2 separate regions of the Anas platyrhynchos genome follow, and region 2 is linked to region 1. The links are chromatin contacts, called in public Hi-C maps. All regions are on one chromosome and are shown on one strand. Each heading gives the region's core, a stretch centred on a gene start, on an enhancer-like site or on the middle of the called end of the contact. The rest is flanking DNA. Distances are from core to core; before and after follow the strand shown.

Region 1 (4,755 bases), core at 736-3,235:
GAAGGTTTGCTGGGCTGTGAGGTAATTGAGGAGTCTTTTGCAAAGGGAAGAAAGGGAAGAACTCAGCCTGTTTAGACTAGCAAATGGAAAGCAAAAAGTGGATCTGATTGATGTCTGCAGATGTCACAGAGAAGGGAAACAAAGCTGTCAAGATGCTGGCTAAGATTAAATGAGTCTAGACTGGCCATGGATACAGTTAGACTGGAAATGAAAAGGAGGTTGCTAAACAGTAGAACAGCCTGGAACAGGAATTTCTGGACCAACTTTTAATCAGAGGAGCGGAGGGAAGAACCCCTCAGCCCTCGCTGCCCCGAACCTGGTCAGTCTCTGAAAGGATGCCAAGGGAGTGGTGCTCGCCATAGCAGGCCCCTGCTAGTTCCAGTCTTTCTCAGGTTCTTCTTTTACTTGAATCCCACATTGTTTCATTATCTGGATTGATAACTTCCCTCCAGGAATAAACAAAAACAAAAAGAGAAGCATTTACCAAAAAAAAAAAAAAAGGAATTTCAGACTTCTGTGGTTTACCATCTCTTTTTGTCCACCTTCTGCACTCAGTGACACCCACCTCAATCCAGAATAACCAGATTTAAATTGCTTATAAAAGCATAATTAAAACCCTTTGCCATAATGGAAAAATGATTGCAGCAACAGGGTATACGATGCACAGGAGGGATTAAATGGTGCTGATACAAAATTTAAGGTTTATGCTTATTCTTCACATGACATTGAGTTATCCCCTTCAGTAACACTAACTTGACAGAAAAGAATATATATATATATATACATATAGGCACACACACGCATATATATAAACTAAAAGGAATCACTTATTTAAAATGTCACCCTGAAACCATGTTTAAAAATACCAAAGCACCTTCATTTGGTTGGAGCTGGGGGGAGGTTTTCTCAGAACAGTGCCTGGTTTCACTTGCAGTTACGTGGAAATTACATCAGACGTACACTTACAGCCCAAACTTTACAAAAGTGGTATTAAAGGTTCGTGTTTTTTTTAAAAAAAAAACAAGTATGACTCCAGTCTGCAATGAGTGGAGATCCTGGGTAAATAATGACTCAGTCGGCCTGACTTTAGGAATTTTTAGGGAAATAGCTATTTTGAGGCTTCTTACTGTTTTTCAAAAGAAAATAAGAGGCTGATGCCATGGACACATCAATACAGGCTGGGACTCAGTGGCTGGGTAGCATCCCTTCTAGAAGGTACCTGGTAGGTGCCAAGCTCAGTATGAACCAGCAGACTCTTTATAAATAAGTTAAACTATGTCCCTGGCTGATTCAGGAGGTCAGGGACGTTGCTCACCCCTCTGCTTGGCACCGGTGAGGCTGCAGCTAGGATAGACGTGTCCAGTTATGGGCCCTCCAGCTGAAGGAAAGTTACACGAGCTGGGAAGAAGGAGCTCAGAAGTGTCTGAAATGCTGCACGCTTTGAAGACAGGTTCTGAAGGTTTGGATGGAGCTGGAGCCATTCGAATTCAGACTCTTGTATAATATTCTACCCAAACCAGCAAACCCTTCTGCCTTAGAGCCCAGGGCATGTCTGTACTATACAGCACAGCGCTGTGTAGTGCGGGTAAGCTAGCTTTAGCTGAGCTGGCACAAGCACCAGAAACAGCAGTGCATTGTCTGAGTTCATCTATATTGTTGCTACTTTTGCTTGCCTGTTTAGTTAGGTGATTTTTTTTTTTTTTTCTGTGCTCACATCACTTGCTGATCATTTTCGGAAAGGTTTCCTGTTCTTTGGTGCTGCCTCTGTGCCTCTTTACTGTGGTCTTCTGGAGTCCCAGCTGCAGCGTAAGCAATGCACGCTAGCCCTTGCTGCTCTAATAGCCCACGGTGGGCTGAGGATGCCCGACCTCCAGCCAGCCTTCTTGCTTTTTGCAGAGAAATGTTGCAGCCGCTAGGTGGTAGGAGCTGCAAGTGATGTCTCTGCCCAGTAGGTCGCAGTTTGCAGAGCCCAGGGAGCAAACCCTGGCTGTGCAGCAGGCTGGCAGAGGCTGGCCATGGCCCTGTGCATGCTCGGCCCTGGGCAGGGCCCTCACTCTGCAGGGAGGGAGGCGCAGTTTGGGACTCGCACCTCCAGATTCCTTTCCTCTGAAGGGATGGAGTTGTGCTGGTCCCTCGCAGGGAGTGGGTTTGGCCTGGTCCAGCAGCACCTGTGTGAGGTCTCCCTTGCTTACCACAAACTGAGATAAATCTCTGTTATTTTAATATTTTTTTTAATAGAATGTCTTGGTTCGAGTGCTTTCAACCTTGCCTAAGCCGTTTGCTTCTGCTTTTTCTAGGGCCTTACAACCATCCTTTAGTGTCAGAGAGGATTATGCTCCCGCTGCACTAATCTGTGAGCTGCTGACAGGTGCTGGGGCTGACCTGTGGATAAGCTCGGATTCTGCGTTAGGGGTCACAAGCACCCAAAACTGCTCCTTTCCGTTTACCTGCCATGGGTGTCATCCAACACCTCAACAATACAGGCCTAGGCCAGGTGAAAGAGGCTCTCCGTATAACTAGTGGAGTTAGTAATTCAATCCTGGGGAATGCAGAGCCTGGAATGTTTTAATTAAGATGAGTTTGCAGCAAGTCGGTCCTGTCATCTCTGGGGTTTAGGCACCATCCTTCCTGCACAGGTGGTTTGCTTTTAATTCCTTTTGTCTCACCTCTTTTGCATGAGAATGGAAGGGCTGGGGGGGATCAGCTTCCCATGCAAATAGTGTCAAACAGCAGAGGATAGAGGTTTCTGCCTTTTATGTTTATTGCCCTTATCCCTTTTCTCATGACCACAGGGTGCTTTCAGGGGACGGTCCCCCAGGCGATGCTGTTTCCAGCACTGTCCCTGTTAGTCTGATCGTTATATGGATTTGCTTTCTGTGTGGCTCTGCTGACAGTTGCTGAGGCACAGAGCCCGCGTGCGCTGTTCCAAAAATAGTGAGACACGAGAACTTGGCGGAGGGACGTGACTTTCTGTAACAAGCATCCTTCAGAGATAATAGCTAGCAGGGTGCTGCTGAAGCCAGGAGGGATTCCAGGGCAGCTAATCATTGAACTGGTACCATTTTATTTTATGAGGGCATGCGGCTTTCTGCCCCCTTTACAAGCTGTGGGCTGATGTCATGCTTGAGACAGAAGGGGAAGGTTTCTCTTCATCACTTCTGGTTCCTGGAGTGCTGAAACAGTTCTTCCAGGGTCAGCATGGGCATTGTGCCGCAGGTGTTTAGGGAGATGAGTTTGCATTTCACCTCCTGTAAGTGTTCAAGATAATCTGAAACCTTTGACGGGGGCATATTTATGTGGGAGCCTACCAGCTACCTGCAGAAGTGGTAGGACTGAGCAAAGGCAGCTGGCTGACTGCTCCCCCATCCGCTGGGCCACAGGAGAGGACTGGCTGTGCTCGCATGTCCAGGAGAATCCCTTGGTCCTGATCTTCCAGGGGTCTCCAGGATCATCCTGGTTCCCCATCAGCTGCTCCACACCATCACAAAGTGAGCAGAGCACGGGGCAGCCCCAGGACAGTGGTGGAGGTGTGGAGGTAAGGGACTCTAGAAAGTGAGCAGCAGTCTTCCCGGGTCTGGTGAGGTGAAAAAGCATCCTGACACAGGCCTCGGAGCGTGCCAGTGGGAGACGGGGAAATGCTGAGGCCTCTTTGATGTGCTGTTTTAAAGGGCGCTGCGGGGCAGCCCCTTGGGAGCAGGGGAGAGAGCTTTGATCGTCTCCCAGGCTCTAGTCCCCAGCCTTCCCCCCGTGGCATGGCAGGAGGTACAACTTGCTCTGTGCATACACCTGACAGCCAAGTGCGTCTCTGTGGTGCTTCCCTGCAAGCTTGCTGGGCCTTTTTCCCCTTTTCTTAAGCATCCAGACCAGTGCTAGCCCCAGGCTGCCGTGCTGGAACACCAGCGTGTGCTTCAGTTTCATTGCTGGCAGCCCAAATCCAATCCCTCCTGTGTGTCACGGAATAAAGGCACATCGCTCAAAACCAGGCTTTCTGGTGGTCATGGTTTTTTTTGTAGGCAGAGTGTATTTGGGCTTCAGGAGGTGAAACAAGATCAGGCTGACATTTCTGATTTTCTCTGCGAACTTCGCTGGGTGTCCACACTTCCCCTGCACACCGAGGTGATAGGAGCTGAAGTGAAAATGCGACCTGAAGTGTTAGCTACGTTCATCTTAGCGCTGTTGGAGCCTCTTAGTGTAACTTTCCTGCCCTAGTTGCTGAGGGACTCGGGCTACTTGTGTTTTTATGAAGCTAAGAAAACGTCTGTCTCCGTCTGCAGTGCCTTCTGAGAGAGATTGTATCTGGTAGGCAAAGCTATCGAGCTCAGCGCAAGGGTAACAAAAGGACGTGTTGCACATGGTTAGCCGCAGTAAATGGAAGCAATATTTTTCTTTGGCCTTAAAATCTAGGAAGTTGTGGCATAAAAAGGGCTGAAATGAAACCAACTCTCAAACAGGGTGACCGGGCAAGTGCCAGTTAGTCGTGAGGAAGGGAGGGGAAGCCAGCAAAAGGCAGAGATGAGCTAACGAGCTGAGGCTCAACCCAGCAGTGCCTTAGGTTTAAATCTCTTTGAACCCGAGTTGCTTTCCAGGCAGTGTGTCAGGTGAGAGGGTGGATCCACAAAGCCTTTGTTTTGCTGCTCAGATTTTCCTGCAGACCTTTAGCTGAGCTTTCAGAGGTCTCTAGCTTTCCCCAAGTGCAATCTGAGGCCAGGAGATGTTGCAAGTAGTGGGGATTTTTGAAAAACAGGCCAGAGCTGC
Region 2 (4,755 bases), core at 653-3,152, 110 kb after region 1:
TGTTGCCTTTGTCCATGCACAGCGAGCTGCTTGCAGCTCTCCTGATAGCATCAGTTTGTGTTTTCTGTGCCCAAAATAGGCTTTGCTTTTTTGAGTAGCCTAGCTAGTAATTGACTTTGAAAGGTTCTCCTCTCTAAAGGCAAAACCTTAATTTAGAGCCTGCTGCTAGCGAGTAAGACTGAAAAACGAGTACCACGGATATTAATTTGTATCAGGTTGTCTTGACTTCTTTCAAGAATGCTTATAAGTGTGTTTAAAAACTTGGTCCCTGCTTACTCTAAGAGTATAAATCCCTGTGGAAACACTCGGATGCATTCAAACATTAATTAACACTTAATTCTGAATTTAAAAAAATTAAAATACTGCAGTCCTGAAGAGGAATGGGCCCAAAACATATGTGGACCTCCCTGCAGTGAATTACTGATCTGTTTTAATGCAAAGCAGCTTAAAGTACTTCTCATTCTGCATATGCTTCTCTTGTCCCCTATTGCAACTTCAAAATATATTAAATTCTCAGTCTCTCCCTGCCTTTTTCCTGAAATCTGGGAGTGTGGAGTTGGCTACAAATACAACACTTATCTTAAAACAGTGAAAGTTCATTTTTTTGCCTACCTCACAGCAAAACTCATTCTGAAAAGCTTTATTAATCAAAAGTGCTTCTAGTTTTATTAGCTGTTTTTTCCACAGTTCTATAACACGGGTTTTTGAGTAGTGGGTTTTTTGTTTCAGTTTTTTGAATACAGTCAGAAGATGGCTCCAAGAGTTTAAGAACTGGTTTACTATTTACTTTTGCTAGGTCCTGTGAAAAAGGGCAAAGAACAAAACACGGAGCGCAGCTTTTTTCTCAGAATGAAGTGCACACTGACCAGCAGGGGAAGAACAGTGAATATAAAGTCTGCTACGTGGAAGGTAATGAATACAAAGGAATACTTGCATAGGTTGGCAGCTTCCTTTTCAGATGTCATAACTTGCATAACTTGCTGTATTTCAACATTTTCCCTTCACGTAACTTGAGCTGGAGTTTCAGTAAGTACTTAACTAATTTAATGATTGTGCTTCAATATGCTGAATTTTAATGCTGAGTGCATCGGGATGCAACTGAAACAATGTTTTAAAATTTGTTTTTCAAAAGCCTTTAAATTAATTCTCCACTTTAAATTAGAGGTTGTTCACTTATTAGAAATTACAATTACTAAACGTTTGTGTAAAGCCTCCTCTGAGAAAATATACTTGACACCACTTGCACTGATACCTGATTCCTTTTGATTCGGTATTGTAAGTACGACATCGAGGTCTCACAGAAGGACTTGTATGTTTTTCTTTCTGAAGTTGCTGGCTATCCCTTTTGTAGTAATCAGAATAAAAAGAACCCAGTCTGGTAACTGAAATGAATGCATTTTCTCCTGTGGAAAAAATGTAACCTTTTACTGTATGAAGTGGCATTACAGCTCAAAATATTCTTTTTAACTTGCTCTTGATCAAACAACTTGTTTCTTGTTCCTCTTTGCTGCTCTATGTAAACAATTTTACTTCAATGTTTTTAAAAAAAAAAAAAACAAAAAACAAAAAAAACGGGGGGAGGACAGAAAATGCAAAGCTGCTCATCTTTTGAAGAACACACTTGATTTCTCCTTTTAACATCTAAAATGGAGGCTGCTCCTATTACCATAGCTTTCAAGTTGGCTTAGTAGGATGCCTTTTGCTGAGGTAATTGCTTACCAGTGTAATTAATGTAACTTTAAAAGAAGAACAACTGACAGAAAAGCAGAAACTTCTAGCGTTGCTTCTGCAAACACCAGAGAGGAAGGAGTTGGCAGCCAGCGAACTGACTGCAGCCTGCGTAGCGTGAGGAAGAGACCTGGCTGTGCTTTAACAATCAGATGGAAAGGACTGCTGGGTTCCTGCTGTTGATAGCACAGCGTAGAGAGGTGGGGAGGAGAGAACTCCCTCAGTGGGTGCTGATGGAAGTGCAGTCTGTGTGGTTTGAGAGAAAACAACCTGGTCTCTTCTGAAATGTAACTGTCCCACAGGTACTGCACTGCACCGGGCACATCCGCGTGTACGACACGTGCAGTAACCAAACTCACTGCGGCTACAAGAAGCCTCCCATGACGTGCTTGGTGTTGATATGTGAACCTATTCCTCACCCATCCAACATTGAGGTCCCACTGGACAGTAAAACGTTCCTCAGTCGTCACAGTCTCGATATGAAGTTTTCCTATTGTGATGAAAGGTAAACTACATATTGTGCTTAACAGCTGTGCTCATTTTGAAGGCTTTGTAGGGGTTGTATGTGTGGTGGCTATTGTAGGACTTAGGGAGTAAGACTGTGTAAAAGCATAACTTGATTCATCTGCAAAATGGAGTTGTTGCTGGGATGCTTTGGGTTTTACTAACCGATCAGGATCTTTTATGTAAAAGCTAAATTCTTAAATTTAAGCAAGATGTAGGGTTATTACTTGAGAATAATACCACTGCCTGTTCAAACTGGCCTTCAGTAATGCGGTAACAATTAAATTTAAACAAAAAAATCATTCTGGACACTGAAAAAGATGGGAAGGATTTTAAGATCCTTGAAGATGACTGAAAAGAGTACATGTATAATATTTGTCAAGCACATTTCCTTGCAACACCTTCTTCCCCACCCTTTCCTCAGGAGATCAGCATCTGCTGGCTCCAGTCAAGAAAAAAAAGCTCTGTACTTTTAATGCAATAACATCTGCAAAAATAACATTTTCTGTTAGAAATCACAGATTTAGTCTAATAAATACTGCTCTTACTATTATCTGGAAACTTCAGCTTGACAAATTTGAAAAGCAGAAGTGAAAGAAATCATTGGCCTAAGGTTTTCTCAATTGGGTATTACTTGTTACTGCTTGCTAAGACTTTCCTTTTATTTATACCAGAAATTAATTTCTTAATTAGTTGCTGCAGCTAGATGCAAGGTATGTTAGTGCACGTTATTTTCTGACCTCTGCAATACCTTCACCTTTGTTGGATTTGTGGTATCACAGAGAAAGGTACTTATTTGGTCACATTGTGTGTGTAACATAGGGCAAAGAAAAGGACCAAAGAAATCCTTTCTTCTAGTTAGCACTGCCCTCTAGGGGCTGAAGAAAATACTGTTTCCTTTGTAGACAGTGGGAAGAACAAATCGGATTCCTAATTTGTCTTAGCAGCATGGTTAAAACTGTTAAAGTATATCTTTATAATTTTATTATGTTCTCACATTTGTGTAAGCTGTATATTCTTATCCACAAGTAGCTTGTCTACCTTTAAGCAAAAAAACAAGGACAAGAAAGCAGGAATATACATAATCCTGTCTATCATGGGACATGATTAATACATATTCAGTCAGAAGTAAAATCCTATGCCTGCTGAAGCTTCTCTTTTAAATAAGCATTAAAAAATAGCACTTCAAAATGAACTCACGCTAAACCACCATTGCTGCTAATGTGTATGGGAGAGATTCTTAAGAACTCTGTGCATCTACAAGCATCCATGTGCTCTAGTATTTTCACTGCTCAGTGTCTGCTTCTACTTAGCAACTTCTCCCTTGTCTTAAAGAATTACAGAGCTGATGGGATATGAGCCAGAGGAACTCCTGGGTCGTTCCATCTATGAGTACTACCATGCGCTGGATTCTGATCATCTGACCAAAACGCACCATGATAGTAAGTGAGAAGATATGGCACTGGGGAAAAAAAAAAAAAAAAAAGGGTTTTCTTTTAACTGCAGATAGGAATCTGCAGAGAATATTTATCTTGAAAACTGACTTTCTTTTCCTGCCCGTGGTTAAAGCTGATGTCCTTTCTTTTTTCAGTGTTCACAAAAGGGCAGGTGACAACAGGGCAGTACAGAATGCTTGCTAAACAAGGTGGCTATGTCTGGGTTGAAACTCAAGCAACTGTTATATACAACACTAAGAATTCTCAGCCACAGTGCATAGTATGTGTAAACTATGTGTTGAGGTAAGTTAAGTGGATATTGCCGTTTTTGACACGATTTCTTTGAAGGCTAAGATTCTGATGGCCCTGCATCTTTTTTTCCCTCTGTTATGATGTTGCTATGTTTTTTTCTTGCCAATTAGATTTTTACTTAAAATACTGCTAGTCAAAGGATTAGCAGTTGCATTTAAAAACAAATACAAAAGCCACTTCTTTGATCTAGTGATGTCACTTGGAAGATATGAAACATCTGAGAATTTATGTGCATTCTATACATTTAATATTTGTACACAGTCTGGAGCGATTTATTTCACTAATCATTCTTGCTGATGCAGTCAGAGCAGCAATAATGGTATCTCAATCCTATTTATCTTCCTCAGGATTCTTTTAACTGAAAGCTTCAACTTAAAGCAGACTTGTTAACTATTTTTCTGCAACTGTAGAGTAGTCCTAAGTTTTTCAAAAATTTAGTGAATGTACTAGTGTCAGTCTGTCACCATATGGTACATTTGTTTAAAACAAAGTTGTTTTTTTATGGAAATCTGCAATTTTCATTGTTTTTTTTTGATGCTTTCTGAAAAGTACGTCTATTTACTTATTACCTTTTTATGGCACCAGAATTAGTATTTGCTTTGTCTATTACATATGAGGAAATATTTTTCGTTAGCTTTTAATCACTTGCAACGTACAAACCATTAAGGCTGAATTTTAGCTGTGCATTAGTTGTTTTTTTAATAATCATCTTCTTTTCTGTCTGGCAGTGGAATTGTTCAGAAGGACTTGATATTTTCCCTTGGACAAACTGAGT

Evidence for each region. A called contact is a pair of places that touch in the nucleus more often than the background predicts.
Region 2: a contact with region 1 is called in a Hi-C map of subcutaneous adipose tissue, with 4 times the contacts expected there. The contact joins two enhancer-like sites. A contact is called at or near these places in 7 of 8 Hi-C or Micro-C datasets (F1 follicle, F5 follicle, liver and 3 more).

What each region holds. Positions count from the first base shown.
Region 1 is chr5:6,626,291-6,631,045 of IASCAAS_PekinDuck_T2T, forward strand. All of the region lies in intron 9 of PRKCH (protein kinase C eta), which reads left to right. Among named protein-coding and RNA genes, the nearest start is that of HIF1A, 57 kb to the right of the region's middle. Within about 2 kb of position 1,986, at least 5 of the 8 cell types and tissues checked have an H3K27ac peak or open chromatin away from gene starts, as enhancers often do. A contact at or near this core is called in subcutaneous adipose tissue, where this site is marked.
Region 2 is chr5:6,735,984-6,740,738 of IASCAAS_PekinDuck_T2T, forward strand. It overlaps HIF1A (hypoxia inducible factor 1 subunit alpha), which reads left to right. Exons shown (of 15, transcript XR_011809425.1): 6 at 797-909; 7 at 2,031-2,233; 8 at 3,568-3,674; 9 at 3,824-3,971; 10 at 4,709-4,755. Among named protein-coding and RNA genes, the nearest start is that of SNAPC1, 15 kb to the right of the region's middle. Within about 2 kb of position 1,903, at least 1 of the 8 cell types and tissues checked has an H3K27ac peak or open chromatin away from gene starts, as enhancers often do. A contact at or near this core is called in subcutaneous adipose tissue, where this site is marked.